Linked DNA regions of Xenopus laevis: region 1 is linked to region 2. The links are chromatin contacts, called in public Hi-C maps. All regions are on one chromosome and are shown on one strand. Each heading gives the region's core, a stretch centred on a gene start, on an enhancer-like site or on the middle of the called end of the contact. The rest is flanking DNA. Distances are from core to core; before and after follow the strand shown.

Evidence for each region. A called contact is a pair of places that touch in the nucleus more often than the background predicts.
Region 1: a contact with region 2 is called in a Hi-C map of the XL177 cell line, with 4 times the contacts expected there. The contact joins the enhancer-like site here to the promoter of LOC108707475 in region 2. A contact is called at or near these places in 2 of 4 Hi-C or Micro-C datasets (the XL177 cell line and the XTC cell line).

The regions. Positions count from the first base shown.
Region 1 is chr2L:59,744,997-59,751,598 of Xenopus_laevis_v10.1, forward strand. No RefSeq gene overlaps it. Among protein-coding and RNA genes, the nearest start is that of LOC108707475, 59 kb to the left of the region's middle. Within about 2 kb of position 2,650, at least 1 of the 7 cell types and tissues checked has an H3K27ac peak or open chromatin away from gene starts, as enhancers often do.
Region 2 is chr2L:59,686,611-59,692,547 of Xenopus_laevis_v10.1, forward strand. LOC108707475 (endothelin-2-like) reads left to right here and starts at 2,299. Exons shown (of 4, transcript XM_041581920.1): 1 at 2,299-2,710. The coding sequence starts at 2,652.

The DNA of each region.
Region 1 (6,602 bases), core at 1,400-3,899, 59 kb after region 2:
ACCCTTAGCTAAATATTTAATGCAACCAATTGGATTGTAGACTTTTATCTGGACCGAATCCATTTGGTTTATGTGGAAGGCCCATCATTGCTAGGAAACAACAGGAACCAAGTCACTCGTTAATTCACAGGGTAAAATATATAGTTTTTTGTCCCATTGACTGATTGCAGAGGAGTAAGCTATGTCAAAGTTGTACTGATTTGACCCACTTAAGGCTAACATCACACCAGGTTTTTTCTTTACCTGCATTGATGGAGAAAAAGTTGATGCATGCAGATCAGCTCCCATCTGCAAAAATCTGCTCCCCTCCAATCTAAGCTTCCTTCACCCCTGTGATATTTATACAACCCACCAGCTGTCTAAAGAAGGTGCACAGAACAGTCTGGGAGGTTAATTCACTGTATTGCTATTTTTCTGTTCTGATCATATGGTTAGGTGTACCCAGGTAACCAGTCACAGAAGGTAACTGGCTGGTGGAAAAGAGGTATAATGTGCTGTTGCTTGTTTGGTACTGGTTGATAATGATATTGTTCTTAATGTTTAAAATATTTTATTTGATTTTCATAATGATATTGTTCTTATGTTATCCACCTACTGTATATAAGATAGCACTGCTGGGGAATACTTTGTACTTTTTGTTACTGGAAACCATGGGAACAGTGCATGACCATGTGTGGTTCTCAATAATTACCTTGCATGGTGTCTCTGGGTGGGAATGGTGACCTCTTGTAGTGAGAAATGTATTCCAAGAGGTTTGGTTGGCCTAGTGAAGAAGAATACTTATCTGCAGAGACAGTCTGGGTAAGTGTTTAGCTTGCTACCCTTAACCAATATACAAGTTATCTTCTAGCAAGAGTAAGGACAAGAAGGTTTGTTGTTTTACTGTGATGCTGATTTATTTTGTCCACTGTGTTTGACGTTATTGATTCCATTCTTTCACCTCACTTAAAAAGTTCCCAATTTATTCTCCAGATTCTCTTTATTTCTGCACTAGAAAAGCCATTATTCCCATGGTGAATTAAATCGACCTCAAGACAATGACAAGTATTTATCTGTTCCTGTTCTAAATCTATAGATAGTCTCAGGCAGTCACCTTTTCTAGACATTTAGTGACATCTACTGGTGTTTTAGTGTTTTGCTTCTGTAAATATCAACAGATTTGGCTGTTGGACACATGGCTAGATTAGATAAAATGTGGATGTATGAATACAGTACATTAATCAAAACACATATGCTGTATACAGGGGCTTTAGTAGTTAGAAATGCTAAGAGATTAAAATGTAAATATATTCTCTTAAAATAATTGTTCAGTGTAAAAATAAAAATATGGTAAATAGATAGGCTGCGCAAAATAAAAAATGTTTCTAATATAGTTAGTTAGCCAATGTAATGTATAAAGGCTGGAGTGACTGGATGTCTAACATAATAGCCAGAACACTACTTATGTGTCCATGAGACCTAAGTACATTTATTAACCAGATCCTAACTATGTTCCAGATAAATTACATTGGTACTGTTGTCGTGGTAGTACCATGTCCATGGCCTTGTAAAGATAACTTGGCCAATGGCAGCCAATATGCCACTAGAGCCACTTCAGTGCTTATGCCCCTACTAATGCTTGTCATGCAGGAAAAACGGTCCAGTGTAACACTGGGAAATGTACTGTATGTGAAATCACTGCCCTATCACAATGCCTGTGGTCTCATGGTATCTGCTTCTTTGGCCCCAACCATGCGTCAAGCAATATTTGTGCAGAAAGAAATACTTCTGATCCATATACTTGTCAGTAAATAATCTTCCATCCATTAAAGTGATACACAAAAGTACAATGTATGCATATACAGTCAGCTAGTACAATGTACAATATACATACTGTATATACATATAGAGAGTGCTTGATTTCGTTTGGGCTGTGATGAGGAAAATGTTCACCTGACATGGATTTGCAGCAAAATTCGTTGCTTGGCCATCTTCTAATTTTTTCTTAAAATTGCAGCAGAATTTAGTCGGGAAAAAAAAATGTGCAAGAAAAACCTCCACTGACTTCAATGCATTTTGCATGATCAAAGATCACTGGCAGAGAAAAAAAACATTAATTGACTGTGCATTTTGCCTAAAAAATAACTGCTTTGAAAAAGGATAGTATAGCTGATCCAGATCAAATATTCCACATCACATCATTTCATATAGAGAAGGAAAATGCAAGTCTATACCAAGTTACCAGTAGGAGAATCCCAGACTATATAAAACCATTATGGAAATATTAATACCACCAACAAAACATATGATTATTATTATTAATGAAAAACTAAGGCTTCCCATAGATTTGTAATATACAGTATTAACAGTATAATAATTGCATACCTAGTATGTTTAATTAATAGCAGTTCTAGAGGTCTCTAGAAGAGCCTATAACATGCTCATGGACATGATTTTATAGAAATTATACTATATAAATATCTCCATGAGACCTGTGTAATAAACAGCAACTGGGCTTGGAGGCAGAAAGTGGAAAAGGCATAGTTTGTGGCCATTGCATTCTACCAGTATTTAGGTGAGTTGACATGCGGTATTGGTTACAGCTTCCATTACCCCCTTTAAATGTGTCTAAGAGCTTTCCAGATCTTTGCCAACATTGTTGGGGAAAAGAAACCTAAACTATGAACTCTTTTCTACTTTATGGGCTGCCTGTAGAGATTATGGTGTTATGGAATGGTGGCAATATGATAAACATTTCCTATGGATGGCCTCAAAGGCCACCATATTGTGGGACCATAAGGATATTAGTTTGCGATTGAGACTGATGGGCTTTCAAAGGGGACAGCATTTTCCAGGCAGCCCTGGAGAGTTGGTGTTCACCACAGGATCTAGACAGAATATCTGTTTTCGATATAATGAGGGCCAGTGCAAATTGCAAGACAAATGGAGGATATGAATGCTCTAAATCTGGAGGTACCCACCCTCAAGCCAGATGTTTTACATGTATTAAAAAGAAAGCAAATGTGCCACCCACAGACCTTGACAAATGGAGTCTAGTGAGGGTAGATGACATGTTGCGTTATGTAAAGGGCATATAAAGGCAAAAAAATAAAATCCAATCTTTAATGAAAAGAAACCTACCTCCAATATACTCTGATTAAAAAATGTGTACCGTTTTTATAAGAAACCTGACTGTATGCAGTGAAATTCTCCCTTCATTTACTGCTGTGGATAGGAATTGTCAGATGGTCCCTAACTGCTGGGCAGGGAACAATCATACTTATGAACTCCAGGGGGAGCCCCTGCCTTACTTCCCAGCCATTCAGAACTCAAACAGTTTTGTTTGTTTCCCTGTAGAGCAGTCGGCGACTGTGTAAAGATTTGTATTGGATTTTATTTTGCCTTTGCATCCCCTTTACCGTTTCCTGCTGCAGGGACAAAGATCATGCCAAATTTAAACAGATAAACTGGAATTCTATTTTGGAGGATTATTTTGCTGCAGCTACTGGTTCTGCAGAGTTGGAGAAAGTTTGCATTAAACAATACAAAAACGATAAAATCCACATTAGATTACATGACAACACAGGACCCATTGCAGTCTGCATATTCTGATTATTAATCAGTCTCGGCTTTTTGCAGATATTATTTGACTTGTGCTGTTTTGATAATTTATGATGATCCCTAAGCAGCCCAGACCACACTGAGCATGTGCATAGTCTTGCAAAGATGTTTAACAAAATTACAAGATGGTGACCCCCTGTGGCCAACTTTGAAAGCATAAATCATTTGTTTGATTAGGCTTGTGGTGCAGTAAGTTCATTTTTATGTTTAGGGCAAGCAGAGAATGACACACCCAAGCAGCACTGGGCAAGCAGAGAATGGCACACACAAGCAGCACTGGGCAAGCAGATAATGGCACACCCAAGCAGCACTGGTCAAGCAGAGAATGGCACATCCAAGCAGCACTGGGCAAGCAGAGAATGGCACACACAAGCAGCACTGGGCAAGCAGAGAATGGCACACACAAGCAGCACTAGGCAAGCAGAGAATGGAACACACAAGCAGCACTGAGCAAGCAGAGAATGGCACACACAGTGGGGGTCATTTATCAACACTGGGCAAATTTGCCCATGGGCAGTAACCCATGGCAACCAATCAAATTGCTGCATTCATTGTTCTACTTGCAGCTGGCTTCAAAAAGCTAATCACTGATTGGTTGCTATAGGTAACTGCCCATGGGCAAATTTGCCCAGTGTTGATAAATGAGCCCCAGTGAGGGAAGGTAGAACAGAGCAGCAGACAGGGAAAGCTATCATTCTAATATGTACCACATACAGTGACACAGTGCTGGTGCTCCATTAGCATATTGAATAAGGTGTGAACAGGTAAACAATGTGGGCAGTTTCAGTCTGGGTCTCAGGTGTGAACAGTACAGGGCTTTAGCATATAAACAATAGAGGTGCCACAAGTGAGAACAATGCAGGAGGATCACAGGTGTGAACAATACAGGGGATTAGTCTGAATTTGAGGTTTAAACAATGCAGGGGCCAGTTAATCTCTGTAGTGATACTTTTTAAATTTTACACATGGTAAACAAACACAGCAGGTAGGTGGGGGCCACAGAAGGGGGGGTCACCAGTTGGACAGCCCTGGCCCCCTACCACATCTTGGAGCCAAAAAGGAGCTGGGAAAATACAGGCTAATTCACCACCTCTCTCAACCCCTGGAGTCTCTGTTAATGATGGGATTAACAAATCTCTGGTCTGCAGTGTATACCTTATTTGATAACACCATAATCCTAGTAAGGCGAGTGGGTCCAGTAGCTCAGTTAACCAAGGTAGGTATATGTAGCCCATCCGTTGGTGAGTTATAGAAATTTGTGTTGCTTGCAATATCCCTCTGGCACTATAATGGCACTTTAATACTAGAGACAACTTCTGGCAACTCCAGTTAAAGTAGATTTTACCTGCAACTCTTCTCATTGAGGTTGACCTTGAGTATCTACCAACCAACAGATGTAAATAATTGGAGTATTTTGAGCAAAAGTGTTTTCTTCAAAACCAGACACAGGCAAATTGCTTCTGGATCTAGCAGTTCTTATAGCACAATATCACATAAAGAACAGTCTGAATACCTCCTCAGTCAGTGGTAAACCACAACCCACACACTGTGTCCTCACCAGAGGCGAATCTCACAGCAGCCTCTTGCTTCAAAGATCTCACTCTCAGTGTCACTGACTTCAACCATTTGAGTCCCAATACTGGTGGCCTTGTCACTGCAGGGAACTAACCTAACCAATCTCCTTGATGGAGCCTCTGACTGCTACTACCCTTACTACCCTCCTACAGTGACTATTACAGGAATAGTCTGGCATTAGCTTCTCCTACTGACCCTGCCACCTGTCCAGGCCCAATCCTGTACCCACCTTCCAGGACGATGAAGGCAAGAACGAGGGTCATTGCGTGTACTACCTTTATTATTCTATAACTGCCATCTACTGGGCAACTCTTGAAATGCAAGACAATGATTTTAACTCAGAAGAAGTAACTACCCTAGGTTAAGCAATGATCACTTTTAGGTGTTCAAACCTAAGTGAACTGCAGGCAGAAGCATGGCTGCACCACAGGATCACCAGTTTCACCCATCGTGACAAACCTGTATGTGGAGCAAGTGGAAATAAAGGCTCTGGGTACTTTCAAAGGAATGACATCCAGTCATTGGTTCAGATATGTGGATGACACCTGGGTTAAAATACAGATTAAGGTACAGATTTTCACTGAACACATCAACACAATGGACCACAACATCAAATTTACATGTAAGGATATGCAAGACATGCACTCATTTTTTTTGGACTGCTTGGTAAGAGTGGGAAGCTGGAATTGGAATTCTACAGGAATCCAACCTACTCAGACCAGTACCTGCTATTTGAATCCCACCATCTATTAGATCACAAACTGGGGGTTATCAGAACATGACAACACAGAGCAGACATGATCACCACCAGCACAGAGGTTCAAGCAAAAGAGTTGAAACACCTCAGAGGGGCCCTTAAAAAGTGGTGGTATCCAGACTGGGTCTTTGTTAAAACTGGGAGAAGGATCAAGAACAACATCAAAACTACCAGTGAAGGTAGAAAACAGGACAGATGAAAGAACTTGGTCTTTCTATATATTTCTGGGGTGTCAGAAAACTTAAGGGTTTTTAATAAACACTGCACATCGGTCTGCTTTAAACACAGCAACACACTGAGGCAGCAACTGGTTCATCCAAACGACCCAATACCAAAGCATGAGAAAAGTAACATTGTGTATACATTGCAGTGCAATGAGGAGTAATCGGACTTGGGAGAAATGAAACAACGTGGGAGAAACTACACAGCTGGTACACAAACATATGTCGCAGCACAGAAAAGCCAGCTACTCTGGTCAGGACTGTGTCTAAAGGAAAAAGGACACACGTTTGAAGACTGCCATGTTCACATTCTGGACAGGGAGGTGGACTGGTTCAAAAGAGGGGTCAAAGAAGCCATATTTGTGAAAATGGAAAAACAAGTCTGAACAGGGGGGGGGGTTTCGACACCTATTGTCTGCCACATACAATGTTGTTTTAGCAACCCTTCC
Region 2 (5,937 bases), core at 1,049-3,548:
ATTTTTGACAGCATGGGGGGGGGACCATAATGTGAATGAAAGGGTCTATCTGTAGTATTAAATAGAAAGTGGAAGATGTTTGAGTTGTGAAGCTGGCTCCCAGCTGAAATTTATGGCACAATATACATCTGATCTGTTATGATATGATGATGATGATGATGATGAAATTCACTATGACTATATCTGTGCTATGGCCTTAACAGTTATCACAATGGCCATTATTAACAACAACAACAGTGGAACTTCATGAGCACCTCTAGTAACTCCAGCAGTCATACAGTAGAAACCAATGAGATTTTAGATTCCATGGGATAGTGTAGTTAGAATATTAAAACCAAGTATCCAATTGGCTGCTTTGGGATACTCATCAGCACCAGGTTAAATAATATGTTATACAATACTGTTGTTGAAATGCAGTCTGTTGCTTTGTAAACATTTCCAGTAGAGGTATGGGATCTATTATCTGGTATGCTTGAGATTTCTGCCTTAAGGCTATATAGTTAAGCATTGCAAAGTCCCAATAGGGTGGTTGTACCATCAGTGTGGATTTATTCTAACTCACTTAATTACTAGGTCCTGTCTTTTTAATGCAGAGAAATGTAAATCAGTCAAAGGTGAAACATTTCATTTTAGATGTTATACTATCGGAAATGCCATTCAGAGCTTTCTAAATAACAGTTTTCTAGATAATTGGTCACATGCCTGTACAGTATTTGTTTTTTATGTCTCTGAATCAGTTGGATAAGTATGATAATACAGTATAAAATAGAGCAAATAGATATTGGAAAAATTGTATAAAATCTCCATTACATCTCCCTAGAAATTATTTAAAATGAATTAAAAACTGAAAATGGCAAAAATCACATACAATGTAGAGCCTGCTGGAATCCTTAGAATATATCTAAATTGGAGTATGGAATGAACAAGGCAGACGTTATGTGTGCCATAAAACTAAAGCTTCACGGGAAGGATGTATTCTCTGTATAACATCTGATCTCAATTGATGTGACTATAAATAACCATGGACCTTCCCTAGCACAATGTACCTGTCATTAATTAGAACACATTCTGCTGAGGAACCATTTCCTATAAATATGCTGAATTTCAGTCATATACTGTCAGGTGTAAAAGATTTTTTTTTTTTTTTTGCTTTAGTCGAATAAACAGAGGAATAACAAAAAAGAACCTATTCGGAGAACTAAATGATTTCATTACCTATTTGGAATTCTGGAATATATGTGTGTCCAACTAACCAGGCGTCAGATGTGCTCCTTCCCAATGCATTATGGCCTCACTCTTCCCAACAGGCTCAATAGATTGCTTTTTATCACATCACAATTTTACATAATTTTACCCCTTTTAGATTTGGACTTTGGTGCTCTAAAATGATTTGTTTACATAAAGCTTTCCTTGGCGTGCATCAGGTCGACTGTTGTGTAACTCCTGCCGGAGCGAAAGTGTGCTTTAGAGGTGAACTAGTGGTTAATTGAGGTCCATAAATGAATGTGCCCTGTCAGCTTTTCTAGCATGGGAAAAAAGGAATGGAGATAGGTGGCTCTATAGATATCAGCTAATGTGTACACTAGCAGTGAATATATTGTAAGGAATGCAAAAGTGTTTGCAAGCAGGATGCTCTGTATAATGATGGCAGTTATCATCACCATACAGATGAGGGGGATTATTGAATGAGTCAGTTATTCTTATATTGAAATACTTCCACTCACGCACTGAGGCACTGCAGGCTTTATCTCCCAGACCCCTAAACAGCATTACATTTGCAGAATAACTCTTTGTACTGTTATTGGATCTATTATCCAGAATCGGATAACATGAACAGATACTGACACCAGAAAATAATTTTTTTTTTGTATTTGTCATAACATTGTCTTTGAATGCTATTTATAATTTTGTCATAAAAGTATTTGCCTGATGCTTTTACATTACCTGTCTTACGATCCTGTTCCTCTATGAGGGCAGCTGTCATATTTGTGCAGCAATATTCCGTTAGCATTAGAAACTCTAACTGACAGGCTAAGAAGGGACAGTCAGGTTGTCAAAACAGTCAGGTTTAGGAACTTCAACTAACAATTACTTACAAAAGCAGAACTATCAGTGAAAAAAGATCAACATGACCTATAGGTAACTTTTAATGTAAAAATAAAAAATGTTAGTGTCAGTATCACTTTAAGGCTATGACAAAACATTTCAAAACGAAAGCAAACCAACAGCATTGTTTTACTGACAACATTTACTTATCAACAATCATATCAAGTGCAATGTCCGTTATCATTATTACAGGAACGAAACGCATCAGTCAAAAATCAAGAATTATTTGTTAGATGGGAAAAGGCATTTCAATATGTTTGAGGTTTCTGGATAATGGATCCAATACCTACCTACCTACCTTAATATGTTAAACATTCCCTCAACATTATCAGTTCCCTAAAATTAAAACTACCCTAAGAATACTACACAATGGTGATTCCTCATAATTAATGTCAGTTAACAGTGATGATTAAATAATTATAATTGTACCATAATTGTGTATTTTTCCTTTCTCAGTAACAGGGGTGCTTTCCTTCCCAGCTCCTCCTTCTATCCCACAATTTAACCTGCACACAAGGGCAAAGAGATGTTCCTGCAATACATGGATGGATAAGGAGTGTGTGTACTTCTGCCACCTGGATATAATATGGGTAAACACTGGAGGGTGAGTATCTTAGTACATAAGTACTTTCTGCACAGACAGCAGGAAACATTCCTTACCTTTAGGGCAATGGCACATGATGAGATTTTTCACCTGCAAGAAATTTGTGCTACCCGCAGGCAACAAATCTCCTAAAAATGCATTACAAATTATTAACCTCCAAATATGGGGATTTTCCACAATTAAACCGGCGATCTGATGGCTATCGAATAGGAAGGCATTTTAAGGAGATTTGTAGCGTGGATTTCCTGCAAGCATCAAATTCCCATTGCCCATACAGAGTTAATGACTCATCACAATAGGTCCTCTCTATAAAGAAATGCTCTATGAATAATTTATGGATATGCATACAGAGGTTTGGGAAGACAGACCAGAAGGATACAAAGTGGTAGATTTAGCAAAGGGGTGAAATAAAATGTATCGCAGTTTGTCAGAAGTAAAAGCTGGGCAAAGCTTTCAGTCCTTGTGTATGGGATTTTTATCAAGAGACAAACTCTCACTTTCATTCACTGATAAATATGCCCCTAAAAATGTACCAGTGAATAGAGAACTGTGCATTTTCCCTCTGGCAAACTATAACAAAGTCTATTTACCCTTTGATAAGTATCCTTTGTATCTGGTGTCTAAGAAGGACACTTGTAAAACACTGTAGTTCGTTTGTGTTCTCTATAGACCCACATATTTTCCTTATCAAGAATGCTTTAGCTGAAATGAAATATCTACTTCCATACTCATCCCACAAGCAAGTCCTGACTGGGGTGCAATTGTATGCCGTCCAACAGTCCACTTACATTTGAGTCAGCTTTCAGCAGCTGAGTAGTATGACTGCTCTTTAGGCCAGAGAAATGTAAGCACATTTTTAGCTGCTGCAAATGCTCTGTGGGTTGAGCACCTACTTTTGTATGTAGACATTTAAAATAATACATATTGCCTAAAAACTCAATGCAATGTGCGGGTTTTCAAATAAATATAATACAATCTTTAGCCCTTGCTACTACCCACCAACATTTTCAGTGGCTTTTACAGTCCCTGGAAAATGTAATTGATATTCAAAAGCAGTCTTTCCCTCTAAAACAATGTAGCAGGAATCAGTTCTCCTCGAGGTCTGTTAATTAGGGAGCTTCAGTTACATAGATATAAATAGTCTTTCCGTTACAAGCAAATACATTTCCAAAAAAAAATCGTTTCGATTGGAGATGCCCTTTAAATCTAGTCATCTCACATGCCTACAATAGGCAGCACAACACCCTGGACTATGGAACAGTGGAGGATTATCACAGAGATATTTGATATAAGATTTATTAAAGAGACTGAGGACAGATAATGCACACCTGTTTGAACAGCTGTTGCCAGGAGTGTTTGTCTCTAGAGCTTTCAGTCTCCAGACCAGGCAGATTCAATTTCATTACAGATCATGCAGCCAGGCAGGGCACCCATGGGATATTTTTAGAGCCATGTCTGCTCCTCTCTAGGGGAAAAGCTGAGTGTTGTAATATTTTGCGGCTGTTTTATTAATTTATGAACTAACAATTCAATTTTATTATAGACATATTTTAAAGACAAGCTTTCCAGAAATGAACTCTTTATTTGGCACTATTTGCCCATTTCTTGTAATGAAGAATAAAGACTGCAAATGAGACAGTAGCACCGATATGAGATTACTTCTTTCCCAAATATGCTTCAAGATGTAACCAGTATCTTTCTCATCTTTGATCAAGCAGGTTTAAAAATCCTCAAAAGAGCTCATTGGTTTATTGATGTGGGCCTTGCCCTGACAGCCCGCAATTAATGTCATTGTGATCTACAACGCCAAAGATCAATCAGGTCAGCCTTATAACGCCCATCTCAAATTGGGCATATTGGGGAAAGATCTGCTGTTTGGCAGCCTTGCAAAAGATATCTTTAAAGATATGGCCAAATTTAGCCTAACTTTGACAGCGACAGGTCAACCACTTTATGGTTCTTCATATGTCTGCACAAATGGGAGCAACTGTAAAACTAATGAGCATAGGAAAGTAGGGGTGACCTACATCAGTATTCATTATTCAATCATTCTAATGTGTCTGAATGTCAAGGGAAATACAGTGCATGAAGAATTCACACATTCTGAAGGCTAAACTAAGCTTGAGCAGCAAAGACCCACTCTCATTTACAAAGTCTTAAACTACTACAGGTATGGGACCTGTTATCCAGAATGCTCAGTACTTTTCCAGGTAACGGATCATTCGTAATTTGGTTCTTCATACCTTAAGTCTACTAGAAAACATTAAATAAACCCAATAGGCTGTGTAAGAAACCTACCCTGGTGGTCTAGTGGGCAGCGGGGTCCACGCCGCGTCCTCGGCGTGGACGCCCGATGCTCCTCTCCTGTTCTCCCCTTGCCGGCACCATCTTGGATCCCTAGGGCGCGTCTCTTAAAGGTGCAGGCACGCTGGCGTGATTGCGGCAGCACGCAATGGCGTGAAATTGCGCACATTTTTGGCGCGAATTGGGACCCTATTTAAGGCCCATTCAGACCTGTAGCCAGTGCCCATTATAGGATCATATCCTGTGGTTTCCTGAGCTTTGTGCTACCTGTTCCTGAATTTGCTATCCTGACTGATTATCCGTGTTTGACCCTGCCTGTCTATTCTGCATTCTGTATCCTGACCCTTGCCTGCCACGACAACTCTTCCTGCTTAACCCCTTGATTGACTACCCGGTTTGACCCTTGCCTGCCTGACGATTCTGATATCCGCCTGCCTCGACCCAGTCTGTCTGATTATCTGGTTTTGACCCCTTGCTTGCCTGACGATTCTGTTATCTGCCTGTCCTGATCCGGTCTGTTCCTTTTCCACCAGACGCCTTGTCCTTGACCTTCTGCCCAAAGACTCTTGCTATCCGGTCGTGCCCCTTTGCCAGCCAGAACACCTTGCCTTGTACCCCTCGTTAAGTCCAGGTGGCACCCAATTAAGCTAAGGGCTCCTCCCGAAGCCCAAAGGTGGTCACACTACTGGTGAAGCCGAGCCGAGACCAGGGTCCTTGGCATTTGTTCTTGTATTGGGTGCCGGCCGTGACAGGCTGGTGTTGCTTCCATTAAGGATTAATTATATCTTAGTTAGTATCAAGGTACTGTTTGATTATTACAGAGAAAATTTTAAAAAATGTATTTGGATAAAATTTAGTCTATGGGAGATGGCCTTCCTGTAATTCAGATAACAGGATAACATTCCGGATAACAGATCCCATAC